2 separate regions of the Pan troglodytes genome follow, and region 2 is linked to region 1. A link is a contact called in public Hi-C data. All regions are on one chromosome and are shown on one strand. Each heading gives the region's core, a stretch centred on a gene start, on an enhancer-like site or on the middle of the called end of the contact. The rest is flanking DNA. Distances are from core to core; before and after follow the strand shown. Region 1 holds the start of ZZZ3 (zinc finger ZZ-type containing 3). Region 2 overlaps AK5 (adenylate kinase 5).

Region 1 (7,781 bases), core at 1,534-4,033:
TGGGTGGAAGCTTGGGGCCAGGAGTTTTGAGACCAGCCTGGGCAACATGGCAAAACCTCATCTCTATAAAAAATACAAAAATTAACTGGGCACAGTGGTGCGTATCTCAAGCTACAAGGGACACAGGAGGCTGCAGTGAGCCTAGACTGTGCCAGTGCACACCAGCTTGGGCGACAGAGCGAGATCCTGTCTCCAAAAGAAAAAAAAAAAAATAACAAAGGCCATGTAGGAATATATATGTCATAATTAGGGAGTGGTATTTGCCAGCAAGGTTGGCAGTGGTTCCCTTTTCCAGGAGCAATGAAGCTTCTCTTTCCTACTCTTAATTGAGGATCTCAGGGGCTCCCATCCCTTTCCACTTGGCTAAGAGTTATTCTCAGGCCTAGAGTTTTTTCTTGGCTACCCTCTTTACCATCCATGAACTGCTTTCTCCTTATCCTGTAGGGATTACCCCGAAGACCCTACAGTCCAGCCATTTGGGGTTACTTGTAGTTTTCTCCCATTCACATACTCATTCATGCAGTTCCCTCAGCCAAGAATTATTTTTTTCTTCTTAGCAAAGTCATCCTGTAACTTAAATGTCAATCCTTGTAAGAAGCCCTTCCCAGAAGCCCTCCTCCCCTCCCACAGTACTTTATGTATCTACGTAGAAACTTCTGCAGTTCAAACGGGCAAGTTACTTGCTTTATCAATAGAAAAATACAAATAATATTACAGGCTGGGTTCCCAGGAAGCACACTCTTACATGACTAGTGTGCAGGAGATTTATTAGGGAATGCTCTTGGGATCATCACTTGTGGGAGGGAAGAAAAGCTGAACTGGGCAGAAGTTGGACTTTAGTGAAGTCTCAATGGAATGCCTTAGCTGATCCTGCAAGTTGTTCTGCAGGAGGAGAAAATCCATCAGAATTGTACCAAATGGAGGTGAGAGGGCTGAGCCTTTTATCCCTGCATTGATCAGTCACTGGATGTGGCCTCTCTGAGAACATTATGACTCTGTGACACTGGCGTGCCTGAAAGGGGCTGACAACCGATGGCTGGCTGTGGGTATGACTCTTGGCAGCAGCAGCTCAGTTCTTTATTCCTGAAGTGGGGTCTGAAAAGTACATCTCAAGGCCTACCACAAATAGTATATATCTCATAGGATTGTCAGAAGCCTAAAATAGGGTAACACAGAAAAGTACACAGCATTTGGCCTGGCACATAGGGATCAAAAGCATGCTAAGTATGGTTATTATAATAGAATTTGGCTCTATAAGTAGAAAGAGCAAGGTAGGGAAACGTGTTTATTTTTGTATCTCTAGTCTTAGTATAGGGCACTAAGTATGTTTTATCTTTCCTTTTTTATTTTTGAGACAGTCTTGCTCTGTCGCCCAGGCTGGAGTGCAGTGGCACGATCTCGGCTCACTGCAACCTCCACCTCCCGGGTTCAAGCAATTCTCCTGCCTCAGCCTCCCAAGTAGCTGGGATTACATGGGATAACAGGCGTGTGCCACCACACCTGGCTAATTTTTCTATTTTTAGTAGAGACGAAGTTTCGCCATGTTGGCCAGACTGGTCTTTAACTCCTGACACCTCAGGTGATCTGCCTGTCAAGGCCTCCCAAAGTGGTGGGATTACAGGCTTGAGACACCGCGCCCGGCCTCCCCCACCCCCGTTTTTTTTGACATACTGCCACCCAGAAACACTAGTATGTTCAATAAATACTTGATGTGTTAAAAACATGTAACCCTTTTTCTTGAAGTAGATGTTACTTTGAGTTGAACTCAAAGCTAAAATACAAAACACCGTTTAAAACATTTAATAACTTTTATTAGCAACATAAAAGAAGGCACAACACGTATCCACTTACCCGAAAAAAAATAGTGTTGCAAAGGAAAACAAAAGTAATGAAACAGCACTGGACAATTGTCAAAGAAGAGCCCCAGTTAATGGCTTCTACCACTGGATTTTATATTTTTGGAACATAATCTTTATAGCCACGGAAGGAGGTTTAGCTGTTTTTCCACAGCTCATAAATGATGAAGTTATTTATCTTCATTAATGTGTGTTGGGCTTTATTTTCCTACATGCTCAATATAGTTGGTAGATCTGTTTTGATATTACTGAGCACTGCTTTGTGCCAGACACAATTCTGGGGATACAGCAATGAGCAAAACAGTTTACTAAGTCCCTGCTTTTAAAAATTTTACATTCCTGGTGGTGAGGATACTGACAAATAAATAAGGTCTGGAAGTTGTAACTGTTATGAAGAAATAAAAGCAGGTGAAGAGTTAAAGCAATGGTGCAGGTGTACTTTTTTTGGATACAGTGGTCTGGGCAGCCCTCTGAGAAGGGACCTGAAATATGCATCGAACATCGAGGAGTTAAAAAAAATCTGGAGGAAATGTTCTGCCAGAGAAATCGGCAAGCGCAAAGGCCCGAAGTGGTTCGAGCCTGCGTGCTGTGGTACCAGCCAGAAAGCCAGAGGTGAACGAGGCGAGGCAGAAGAATGATCATAAATACATGTATGGATGTTCTCCTGGCTTGAGACCACAGTGCTAAGGGAGGTGGGGTTTACAAATCTCTCAGGAGGCCACAAAGGGCAGGATGAAGCCGATTTCCAATGGCGGAGCTACGAGGACGCCTTTCCTCTGCTAGGGCCAGGTTGGACGGTTGCAAGGGATGGACTGCAACCCGCCCTCGGAAGACCAAACTTCGCCCAGGGGCAGGGACTGGCCGGGGAGGGCCTCGGCGGCGCCCGACCCGCGGGCGCTGCACGGGCCGCGGTTACCAGCAGGCGGTGTAGTGAGCGCGCCTGCAGCAGCAGCAACAGCAGCAGCAGCGGTCGCCGCCGCCGCCCGCCAGTCCCAACGAGGAGAAAGGAGGGGACCGGAAGGAGCCGCTGGTGCTGCGGGAAGTGGCAGGAGCGGGAGGCGGGGACCCACCTGGAAGCGCCGCGGCGCCGCTATCGAGCTTCCTGCAGCGGTGGCCACCCGAGCAAGTGCCGTGGCGGGGGCGGAGAGCGGCCACGGCGGCGGCGCCTCCCCAAGTGGCCCGTTGCGTCCGACCCCGCGTGAAAGGTGAGCAAGAGCTCGGGACACGTGGTGAGGGCCAGACACGGGGGAGGGAGAATGAAGGGGGAGGGAATGGGGGTGGCAAACGATCGGCTTGGGACCCGGATTTAGAGCCAAGTACCGGGCGGGGGTGGGCTGGAGGCGACGACTGCGACGGCTGCGACGGCGAAGCCCCCACGTGGGGCGGGGGTGCGCGCGCACGTGTGCGCGGGCGAAAGGGGGGCGGGGAGGGCTTTTGGGAGGGCGTCGGGAGCGCGCTCGCTCAGTAGCGGCCCACGTGACGGGCACGCCGAAAATGTTTCCACGTGACAGGGAGGCTGCCTGGGGCAGCGCACTGCGCTCTGTTTATGTAGTATAACCGTGGTAATGGGAGGTTTTTAAGATTTCTGCTTTTCTGTACAAGGGGAAAGGAGGAGACGTATAAAGCGGAAAGACTTCCTACTGTCTCATTGTTTTAAATGTTCACTACTCCGTTAGTGAAGTGCTTTTTAAGTTCCGAAATACTGATTTTTTTCTGTACCGCCATGTTGGGTCTAGAGGAAGCTCGCGAGATGCGAGTGGGTTTGTATCGCGAGATCTCTCGATTCTCGCGGGACCTCGTTGGCAGAGCAGTTGTCCTGGATGGCGGAGCCTTGGGTTCCGGGGGCCTGGGACCTGCAACTCTTTCTACAAGGCAAGTCGTTAGGGAGGGGCCCGGGGCGAGTGCCTCTTGGTGCCGGGATACGTGCTGCATCAGCGTCCCATAGTCTTGAAGGGAATACAGTAACCCCATTGAGGCAACACTGCCCTCCCCATCCCCCTGCGGGCGCTCCACCACCTGCAAAAGCATATGCACCCCTCAGCCAGGTCCTTCTCCCCACGCAGTGATAGTTCCACCCTGTCCCACTCACTGGAAGTCCGGGAGCCGTGCTCGCGCAGACCTGATGATTCCATTGGATACCGTTCCTCTTACTTTAAGATGTTCCTGTCAGTTTTTCCCTTCTTGCCATTTTCTAAAGTATTCCAGACCGGTTAACTATTGTGTCGCGTTTTCTGCTGCAGTACCTGACTCCAGTCTCCTGAAACAGAACTCCTCCCATCTATTTTCTCTGGGTGTCATTTACTCATCACCCTGACTTCGTATTTTCAGTAACTTTTGGCAGTATTTGGAGGGCCCATTATGTCTCTGACAACACCTGTGGTCAGAATAAAATCCTGCTTTTCATCATTTTGTACGTGCCTATTAACTCAGTTATCGGTAGGGTTTTAATTACTACTGTGCTACTGAGGTTGCCATCTTTGAAGTTTAGGGATGGTTGTTTTAGGTTATTTATTTAAGGTAACAGACTGTTTCATGTGATTTTTTTTTTTTGAGACGGAGTCTCGCTCTTGTCGCCTAGGCTGGAGTGTAGTGGGGCGATCTCGGCTCATTGCAACCTCCGCCTCCCGGGTTCAAGCGATTCTCCTGCCTCAGCCTCTCGAGTAGCGAGTAGCTGGGATTACAGTCGCGCTTCACCACGCCCGGCTAATTTTTGTATTTTTAGTAGAGACGGGGTTTCACCATGTTGGCCAGGCTGGTCTCAAACTCCTGACCTCAAGTGATCCACCTGCCTCGGCCTCCCAAAGTGCTGGGATTTCAGCACTGTACAGGCGTGAGCCACCGCGCCCGGCCTCAGGTCAACTTTTTAGTAAAGAGCAAACTCATAAATTTTGGCATCAGAGTTTGAGCTTTATTTTTCTTAAATGAGTTTGAAATCAATTTAATATTTCTCTCCAATTCCCTAATGTCTCAGAAATGAATTTACAGTATACCTTTGTGTTTTCGTATTCTTAAGTAGTATTTGGATTTTATTTAGTAGTTGCAGTACTAAATAAGGAGTGGGGAGTTAATTACAAAACGAATCAGGTGACTAGTTAATTCATTCATAGTTTGTTTTTTAAAACTACAAAAGTGTTTTTTTTTTTTCCTATACATAATACAGAGAGGTATATAGTATAGAGTAACACAGTGCTTGTTTCACGGTACCACAAAGTTCCATTCCTCAGTCTTAAATCTCTGTAACCAGCCTTTGTGGTTGCTGTGTATCATTCCAGATATTTCCATATTTTGGTTTAGTTTTTGTTTGTTAAATGAAGGGGAGAAAGTGTTGTTTTAATGGGGTACCAACACAATATTGGCAATCAGTAAACATTTCTAACTAAATTAAATTTTTATTTAGTGATATATGCCTGTTTGTCAAGACTTACGTATGCATACTTACACAGATTTTTTTTTGTTTGTACTGATTTTTTTGGTAGTATAATCTTGTGAAAATATCACAAGTAACAGTGTTATTTTTGCAGTAAAGTTGATTTATTGTGCTTGGTAGCTTTGCACAGAAAGAAAGTACATGTAAAACAAGATTTAAATAAATTAATGTTTTATCACTTGAGTTTTATATTTTTATCTTTAATGTGTGTTATGTATTTAACTTTATATATTATATATTCTAAACTGTAACCTAACTATATAGGAGTTTTTCAGACGTTTTAAAAGTTTATCAGTGTGATTAAAATGATAGTTTGACCATGCAACTTAGTGATCTCAATTGGAGAGTGGTAGACATTAGTAGTTAGTACAAACAAAGGTATATATACTTGAAGTTGCTAAGCGGCTATCATTTTGTAAGTGTTGTTTTTGTAATTTCCCCCCGCCAAACCTACCAGTAATAATATTTATCAGACCAGTCACATAAGAGAATTGTCCACTCTTTGGGCAATGTGGTTTTTTGTTGTAACAGTGCAAGTAGAAATGTTGAGGAATAGAAGTGAGTGTTGAGAGGTATGATGTTGGAAAGAGGAAAAGGGGACATTGGGAGTGTAGAGGTTGATACTGAAATGGAATTGGACAAGTTGGGGAGAAAAGAGGAATGTAGAAGGTTGACAGTGAGGCAAGAGCCATGGTGCAAGAATAGTCAGGCTCATAATAGTTGGAGGACAGCCCGAGTCAGTATTTGAGGCAACTTTCTCCTCCTATTTTTTTTTAGATAGTTCTGGGTCTATTCACAGAATTGCTAGATATTTCCTGTCATAAAAGTCAGCAGCTTAAGGTTATACTTAATTGAAACCTTGTGAATTCTTTACTTTAGATAAAGCTATTCTGTTAAATAACATTTGTTAAGTACGTTTTATTATTATTTTTAGAAGTGGGAAATTGTGAAAATGACAATGAGTTTGAAGGTCACAGTTCTACAATGGCCTTTGCAAAGGTATCTACATAAGTTTAGCTTGGTAACTGGGCCTTTAATAGTCCACGTGCATCTGATCTATGAAATAATATATGTTCCTTGTTCTTAGAACTTTTGTTTTATAAACTTTTCAATAATGGGTCTTGGGAAATACCAGCCTTTTACAGACACGAAATTATTTGAGGTACTTGGTAGAAATATACTGAGAAAAATCCAAGGAAGAAGAAAAATGTATTTTTACATGGTTTGTGTTTGGTTGAGTAAAATTTAAATAACCAAGAAATTTAATTTTCACTTTTCTCAATTATTACGGTCATATAAATGATGAGAGCTAATGAACTTTAGTGATCAGAGGAAACTAGTAACAGTGATAATATAATAATACTGATTTATTCTCACTTGAATTTTTTCCTTAAGGTCTGACACCATGCCAATTTCCACAGACCTGTAACTTTAAGTTACCTTAAGCTGGGCCTGGTGGCTCACGCCTGTAATACCAGCACTTTGGGAGGCCGAGGTGGGAGGATTGCTTGAGACCAGCAACAACATAGTCAGACCACGTTTCTACCAAAAAAGAAAAAAAAATTAGCCTGGTAGTGCACGCCTGTAGTACCAGCTACTTGGGAGGCTGAGAAGGGAGGATTGCTTGAACCCAGAAGGTTGAGACTGCAGTGAGCTGTGATTGCACCATTGCACTCCAGCCTGGGCAACAGAGTGAGTGAGACCCTGTGTCAAAAATAAAATAAAAACACCTAAATTTCATATGAAAATTCAGTTTGGAGTTACCTACAAGAAATAGTTGCTAGAAGAGTTTCATTTTTATACTAGTATTTACTAGAGATTTGGTATATACTCTGGTGCAAATTTCTGTAGTTAATGCTCTGATAACCACTGTAATTGTACTCTGAAAACCACTCTCAGTAAATATTTCCCAAAGTCTTGATTATTTTGTTTGACCCTTTCGTTCTCACTTTTCTGTTTTTCTTTTCAGCTGATTTTTATCATTTATGTAGGTAATTTTTGTCTTATTAGAGAGGAGTGAGTTGAGTAACTTGCCCTGAGGAGAATATCACTTTGTGATTAATCAAACTATTCAGATATTATTATTACTGTTGTTTTGGAACTTCAGTATATCTGTAAGTTAGAGTCAGTAATTCAGCTGACATTTATTGCTAATGACCTCAGCCATTTGAAACATAACAGCAATCCTGGACATAAAAAAATCTCTAAGCCTTCAAAATGAATGCAACCAAGTATAATAAGCCATTAGCCTTTATTAGGAAACTACTAATTGGAATTAGTCCACAGATAAAAATCTTCAGTGTTGGCCATTGGAGTTAGGGACATTGGCAGCTGAAATGTCATCTACAGGGGAAAAGGAAGAACTATTAAAAAGTAGGTGGAACTATAGTAGAATAGTGTTTTAAGGCCATTACATAAAGACATACACTCCTATAATCATTAACTTCTGAAGGAATGACAGTATCATAGAGCAGCCTAGTAAGTTGATGCATCACAAT
Region 2 (7,781 bases), core at 3,732-6,231, 140 kb after region 1:
CCCTGAAGACCTTCCAGTGGGCAAGATACGGAGGTAAAGACAGTGGCATGATGATTCTAACCCTGTGTAGGCAGGCCTAGGCGAATGTGTGTGTCTCCATCTCAGTTTTTAAGAATAAAAGCTTAAAAAGCAAAAAAAAAAAAAAGATTTTTTTTAAAATAGAAAAAACCTTATAGAATAAGGATATAAAGAAAAAATATTTATGTATGTCTGTACAATGTGTTTGTGTTTTAAGCTAAGTTCTATGAAACGGTCAAAAGTGAAAAAATTTTACAAGCTTATAAAGTAAAAAGGTTATAGTAAGCCAAAGTTATTATTGAAGAAAGAAAAATATTTTACAAATGTAGCATAGCCTAACTGTACAGTGTTTATAAAGCCTACAGTAGTATACAGTAACATCCTAGGCCTTCACATTCACTCAGTGACTCATCCAGAGCACCTTCCAGTCCTGAAAGCTGGATTCATGGTAAACACTCTATACAGCAAGTTTACCACTGAAATTTTTTATTCTGTATTTTTACTGTATCTTTGCCATATTTTGATATGTTTAGATACACAAATGGTTACCATTGTCTTACAATTCCCACAGTATTCAATACAGTGACAGGCTGTCGTGTGTAGTAGGCTATACCATCTAGGTTTGTGTTAGTACACTCTCTGATGTTTGCACAATGACAAAATTGCCTAATGATGCATTTCTCAGATCGTATCCTTACTGTTAAATGATGCATGACTGTGTGTGTGTGTGTGTGTGTGTGTATGTACTCTCACATACACACATAAATATATACAGTCTACTCTCTGTATCCAAAGTTCTGCACCTGCAGATTCAACTAACCAGAGATGGAAAATATTCCCTCCATTGTCCCTGCTCTTACCTCGCATGGAATCTGGCCAGCATCCCAATACAGCTTCCCAGCTTCCTACTAAAATACTCCTAAAGACCCCCATAAATGAGAATAGTCACAAGAATTCTGAAAACTTGGACTGCTCCCTATCGCCAGTGGTTCATGTCTATGGTCCCAGCTACTTGAGAGGCTGAAGTGGGAGTATTACTTGGGCCCAGGGAAGTTGAGGCTGCAATGAGCCGTAATTGCACCACTGCAAACCCAACTAGGCAACACAGAGAGACCCTGTCTCAAAACAAACAATAAAAAAAAAAACAGAGCAATGTTTACTGACTTTTGGTAGAAAAATAATTATTATGACTTAAATTATCTCCAGTGAAACTGTCATTTGTGTGTGAAGCCACTATAATGGCATTCTCAGATATTCACTGAGAAATTGAACTAAAAATTAGTTGAGTTACTTTAGCCAACTGAAAGAAGAATCAAAATTAAGAATTTAGTACAGAGAATTCAAGGTATAAAAGTAATTTTGGGTTTTCCTTTACTTGTGTTAGACTCCAAACTTGGGGATCCAGTCAGTTATGAATTACCCAGTAGATTTTGCAACCAAGCGGTGAAATGTGACCTTATGGTACCTTCTGCTTCCACTTTCCTCAGTAATACCAGAAACTGCAGAAACTTCTCACTCTTCTTGCCTCAATTCATAGGGCTTCTCCTGACAGCATGGTGACCTGAACAATGAGGACCATTGCATTTCAGGACCTAATGGAAACGGTCAAACTATTTACAAAGTTGAGACATTGCAGCAGCAGAATCGCTGAGGAAAAAAGCTTATTATCTCCTCTACAAAAGCAGAGTTGCCAAGGAACTTGATTTTCTGTGTCTGCAAAACTCATGTTTAATGAGTCACTGGGCTCTCTTTTTATTTTTTTAATCAGTTAAGAGTAGCAAATAACGCAGGGACAGAAATAATCTGTTACCAGGCCCTCTTCATCTATGGCCTGGGGTGTTTCTGGGCTAATTATGCCATGAACAAAATGTACATAAAAAACGGAAAAAAAAAACCCAAAATGTACAGAAATATATCATAATGTTCATTGGTGATTATCTTTGGGTGGAATAATTCTCAATAATTTTAATGTTTACCTTTGTAGTCTTAAATTTTCTAGTTTGTTTCTTTTTTAAACAATGTGTAGTTGTTACTTATACTTAGGAAAAAAAGAGGCTTTAAATATCATTTGATACAATTCTGCCTATGCCACTTGAGATAGCTATTTCTGTGGTTTCTCTCAGCTCACAACGAGCCCTTCTCTCTGGGTATTCCTTGTCCTCCATCTGCTTCACAGGGAAGAGTCCCAGGTAACCATGTTTATATCAGTCAGGTCCTAATTCAAATGCTACCTCCTCAGACTTTCCAAACAGCTGCCCACGGTGCTCACTCCCAACAATGCATTCTGTTTTGTTTTATCCACAGAACTTGTTAGCGGTTGCTTTATTTTCTTGTATACTGTTTTGCTCTTTTTTTTTGAGACCGAGCCTCGTTTTGTCATCCAGGCCAGAGTGCAGTGGCGTGATCTTGGCTTACTGCAACCTCCGCCTCCCGGGTTCAAGTAATTCTCGTGCCTCAGCCTCCCCAGTAGCTGGGACTACATATGCGCACCACCACGTCTAGCGAATTTTTATATTTTTAGTAGAGACATTTGCCATGTTGGCCAGGCTGGTCTCGAACTGCTGACCTTGTGATCTGCCTGCTTTGGCCTCCCAAAGGGCTGGGATTACAGGTGTGAGCCACCGTGCCTGGCCTGTTTTTCTCTTTTCAGTGAGGGGCTTTGTCACGTTGACTGCTGTGTCCCCAGCACCAAGTGTCGTGTCCCACACATACCATATGCACTCAATAAAGTACAGAAAAAAACAAAAAAGCTCCCTGTGACCCCAGCTGCCTGTCCATAGCTAAGAGGGCCAAGGAGACCCTGAGCAAAGCAAGGCCAACCACCTCATTTCTCTCAGGAATCTGGAGCTGGGAATCAGAGTGCCGTGGTAATGTGCAAATGCGAAAGCTGTCAGGTGGGCATATTCTGGCTTGTAAGCCAGAGAAAGAAAAAAAACCCAGCTTAGAGAGAAGGAAACAGTGTTTGTGAAGCAGTGGGGAGCACTGTGAGCCTTTTAGGCCTGATCCCACACGCCTTCTAGGGCCTGCTGTGCCTCAGCCTTGAGTCTTCTAACCTTATAATGAAGTTTTGTGTTTCAGGTTAGGCCAGCGGGAGTTGGCACCTGCTACCTACAACCAGAGTCTGGCTCAGTATTACCTACAATCACAATCATGTTTTTAAAATTCACAGCAAAAAGATGTGGTGAAAACGCTCCACAGTGTTTGCCTCTGAGTGGTGGGACTACCTAGTTTTCTATATTTTCTTTGTTTCTTTTTTCTTTTTTTGGAAACAGGATCTCGCCCGTTGAGTGCAGTGGCACTATCTTGGTTCACTGCAGCCTCAACCTCCTGGGCTCAAATAATCCTCCCACCTTAGTCCCCTGAGTGGCTGTGACCACAGATGTGTTCCACCACGCCTGGCTAACTTTTGTATTTTTTGTAGAGATGGGTTTTGCCATGTTGCCCAAGATAGTCAAGAACTCCTAGGCTCCTGGCTGGGCGTGGTAGCTCACGCCTGTAATCCCAGCACCTTGGGAGGCCAAGGCAGGCAGATCACAAGGTCAGGAGTTCGAGACCAGCCTGGCCAACATAAGAGAAACCCCGTCTCTAATAAAAATACAAAAAATTAGCTGGGTGTGGTGGTGGGTGCCTGTAATCCCAGCTACTCATGAGGCTGAGGCAGGAGAATGGCTTGAACCCAGGAGGTGGAGGTTGCAGTGAGCCAAGATCGCACCATTGTATTCCAGCCTGGGCGACAGAGCGAGACTCCATCTCAAAAAAAAAAAAAAGAAACAAACAAAAAAAAACTCCTAAGCTCCAGTGACCCACACTCTCCTTGGCTTCCCAAACTGCTGTGATTATAGACATGTGCCACCACACCTGACCAGTTTTCTATATTTTATAAAGCAAGTATGTGTTACTTTTATAATAATAGACTTGGTCAATTCTAGTAGATCGTGTTCTATCCACTTTAGGAAGAAGAACTGAGAGGTGAAGCAGTAAAATGACTCACCGAAGTTGATGAAAGTGTGCCTGGGGCTTTCTGATGCACAGGCCCATATTCCCCCCGCCATCCCCCAGGGAGTCTTTGGCTGGTAGCTGTGCTTTTCATCCCCAAATGCTACATTTCTGTTACTTATGCCATAATAAATTATCTCACTAAGGTGAAAGAAAACTTCTTCTTGTAGGCTAATTCTAGTCAGTTGGGGGTGATGGTCCATACTGCTGTGTTGAGCAAGTTTCTGAGGCAGCATTCAGACTTGGTAGGAAGTCCCACGACTGGTGAATGCTGCCTGGCCCAAGTGTAGGGAGGTGGGGGATGAAATGGAGGAAAGTTCTGTTCTAATTCTTTCTCAGATGCAGGGCAAACCTCTGCTTTATGAGAGGGAGGAAAACAGGCAGAAAGGGATACACCTGTATCACATATACTTCCATCTCTGGTGTGCACGTTACAAGAAGTTCTAACTTTATTGTACAAGGATGGCATTATGATGACATAAAGAATAAGGGAGTGGCTGTATAAATTCTGCTTTGCTTTAAAAATTATCTTTGTTTGAAATTTTGCTGCACTTTCCTTAGCTAGCTGGTGGCCAAAGGGCTGACTGTCATGGAGTGGGGGATGGAGGGCGTCAGCTGATGGGTTCAATGTCAGCATTGCTGGGTAGAGGCCTGAGGGCGGTGCTTGTGGCCTATTTGTGGGCTGCATGGGTTGGCCCCCACTGTGGCTTTAATTCCTAAATAAATCTCACAGAACTGCTGATTCATCTCACTTGCTTTCTTGAAGTGCATTCACCAGCCCCACCTAGTTTTAAGAAAGCTCCTTAAGTGACCCAGAGGTCCTCTTGGGTGAGCAGCCCTGTCTTGGGTCCAGTAAAACAACAGGGAGGAGGGGCAAACAATCCAAACAGCATCACAGGAACAGGCCACAAGCTGTTACTTAGAAACCAAGGGAGATTAAGCTGATGCAGGAGGACTGGGCAAAAACCCAGAGGCCAGACAACAGAGTGGGCCAGCGGCTTTCTCCCTCTCCAGCGGCAAACAATCCTGTCCCCTCCCCTGCTTCTCCTGCAGTCCCCGCTCTTGTCACCCTAGCTACTGGCAAACCCCACAGGTACCTGCAGACAAATCTCAGCTTCCTGGGCCCAGCACACACTGTTTCTGTGCTAGATGTGTAGGGGGGACTGTTCATCTTTGCAGCTGTGTGGGTAGGGGATGGCCCTGGGCAGGGGCAGTGGGATGAAGCAGCCTCCCTGAGGCTCTCTGGGAGTCCTGAAGGCTGAAGCTCACGCTGCTCTGCAGTCCGGGCTGGAGAGGTTTTACATATTTGTGCAGTGGATCATAATGTTACCTCACCATGCACCCAGCAGCCAGCATCTCCAAAATGCAGGGGAAGTTGAAGAGATGAGCCAGGGGACTGCAAACCTCTTTTCCACCATTAAATAAAATTTGTAGGAGGCCATTGGTTTGGACTAGGCTCCCGTTCTGGGCCCAACAGACCGAACCAACGTGGAGTCATCCGTGCTAAATGAAACAAACAACTTGGATGTACACACTGTAACAGATGGCTGAGTTTTGGTAGTTCCAGCAGCTGAGCTTAAGTCAATAGTAGGTAGCCAGCTGATTCACATAAGGCTGTAACTAATTAACCTCAGTTCCTCACTTCTGTTTTCTAAACATAAATATTGCTTGACCATGTGGCTTATTCTTCAAACATTTTTCTGGTCCTGAGGTCTGCCCAATTCTAGAATCATGAATAAAAGCCAATGAAGATCTCTAAATGTGTTGTAATCTGGTCTTTTGGACACCACTAACTTAGAAAGCTCTAAGGAAGATTCCAGAAATCAGATTTGTCTGAGAACTCAATCCTGTACTCACGAGCAGTCATTTGTGAGTTTGTAGAATTCAGGTTGGAATAATACAACAGAGAGCTAAGAGGGATTTTCCAACTCTAAAAGTGGTTAAATCCTGAATTACTTAGGAATTTTCCCACCTTTACAAATCTTAAAAGTGGAAGAAATACCTTTCTTTCTTTTTTTTTTTTTTGTTTTTTTTTTTTGATTTTTTGAGACAGGGACTCTCTCTGTCACCCAGGCTGGAATGCAGTGGCGCGATTTCAGCTCACTGCAACCTCTGTCTCCTGGGTTCAAGCAATTCTTCTGCCTTAGCATCCTGAGTAGCTGGGATTACAGGCACGCGCCACCACACCAGGATTTTTTTTTTTTTTTTTTTTTGAGATGGAATCTCCCTGTGTCACCCAGGCTGGAGTGCAGTGGCGCGATCTCGGCTCACTGCAACCTCCGCCTCCTGGATTCAAGTGATTCTCCTGCCTCAGCCTCCCGAGTAGCTGGGATTACAGGCGTGCACCACCATGCCCGGCTAATTTTTGTATTTTTAGTAAAGATGGGGTTTCACCGTATTGGCCAAACTAGTCTTGAACTACTGGCCTCAGTAGATCAGCCTGCCTTGGCCTCTCAAACTGCTGGGATTACAGGCATGAGCCACCGTGCCCAGATGGAAGAAATCTTTCTACCTGGATAACTTCTGTGTATGTTCCAGGCTGCTCAAAAGGTGGAAATCACTAGACAATCTAATTTTGGAAAGGCCTTTGCAGCCCTGAATTCTTAAGACATTGCTCTTATATAACAAAAACACTTTTGCTTGTTTTATGTTTTTTGTTGTTGTTGTTGTTGTTGTTTTTTTTTTGAGAGACAGTCTTGCTCTGTTGCCCAGGCTGGAGTGCAGTGGTGCGATCATGGCAAACTGCAGCCTTGACCTCCCAGGCTCAAGTGATCCTCCCATTTCAGTCTCCCAAGTAGCTGGGACCGCAGGCATATACCACCAAGTACAGTTAATTTTTGCATTTTTTGGAGAGACAGGGTCTCGAAATGTTGCATAGGCTGGTCTTCAAACTCCTGGACTCAAGTAATCCTCCTGTCTTGGCTTCCCAAAGAACTGGGATAACGGGTGTGAGCCATTGCACTTGGCCCTGTTATTAAAGATCGAAGTCTTTATTTTAAAAATGTGGCAGCCAGAGGTTATACAAAGCACAACAAATAAGTCTCATGTTGCACATCAAGTCCTATTAATTGGCAGTAGCTGCCCGGAGTGCTGTGTTGACAAACATTCTCAGGCCACACCTGCTTACTGAGAAACAGTGCTGGGATCAACTAGCAATGGCCATGGATGCGGAAGTAGGGGATGATGTCTCTCATGCCACATATTTGACACTCAGTTAAATGCAGAGGCATCTTTCAGACTTCTATACCCAGTGTTTCTTAGGATTCTGGAAAGCGGACCATTAACAGAGTTAGAAGATAAGAATTCATTATCAATGGTTTTCCCCCCAAGGAATCAGTAACGTAGCTTCCTCAGAGACAGGTTTGTTATTTATTGATGATGTCTCTTATCCTGTGAACAGCAAGAGATCCCACTCTCCCTTCTCCGGTTCGAGTCCTCAGGATTTTGTTCCTGGACAAAAGCTCACTCTGTCATCCTTATGGATTTGTTCCTGGATACTGTTCTAGTCTCTCAGTGGTCTCCTAGCCTTACCTTCTTGCATCCATTCCGCATAAGGATGATGAATTGAGCTTTCTAGATTGAAATCCTGATTATTCCTGCCCCTTTGGTAGTTCCCATCACTCACAGGACAATTATTTGCTCCTACATATGATCCATCTTGATCTAGTCCTTGCTTGCCTCTCCATCTCCATCTCTTATCCCTCTTTGCCTTGGCACTTTATGTCACAGTCTCGTGGAGTTACTTGGTTTTCCTGACCTTCTCCACT

The links. A called contact is a pair of places that touch in the nucleus more often than the background predicts.
Region 2: a Hi-C map of stem cell-derived neural progenitor cells shows a contact between it and region 1, with 4 times the contacts expected there. The contact joins the enhancer-like site here to the promoter of ZZZ3 in region 1. A contact is called at or near these places in 1 of 7 Hi-C or Micro-C datasets (stem cell-derived neural progenitor cells) and 1 of 1 datasets of contacts at active chromatin or transcription factors (stem cell-derived excitatory neurons).

What each region holds. Positions count from the first base shown.
Region 1 is chr1:153,330,639-153,338,419 of NHGRI_mPanTro3-v2.0_pri, forward strand. ZZZ3 (zinc finger ZZ-type containing 3) reads left to right here and starts at 2,784. Exons shown (of 14, transcript XM_009423715.5): 1 at 2,784-3,061.
Region 2 is chr1:153,472,195-153,479,975 of NHGRI_mPanTro3-v2.0_pri, forward strand. The region is part of intron 13 of AK5 (adenylate kinase 5); the gene reads right to left. Among named protein-coding and RNA genes, the nearest start is that of ZZZ3, 140 kb to the left of the region's middle. Within about 2 kb of position 4,982, at least 9 of the 24 cell types and tissues checked have an H3K27ac peak or open chromatin away from gene starts, as enhancers often do. A contact at or near this core is called in stem cell-derived neural progenitor cells, where this site is marked.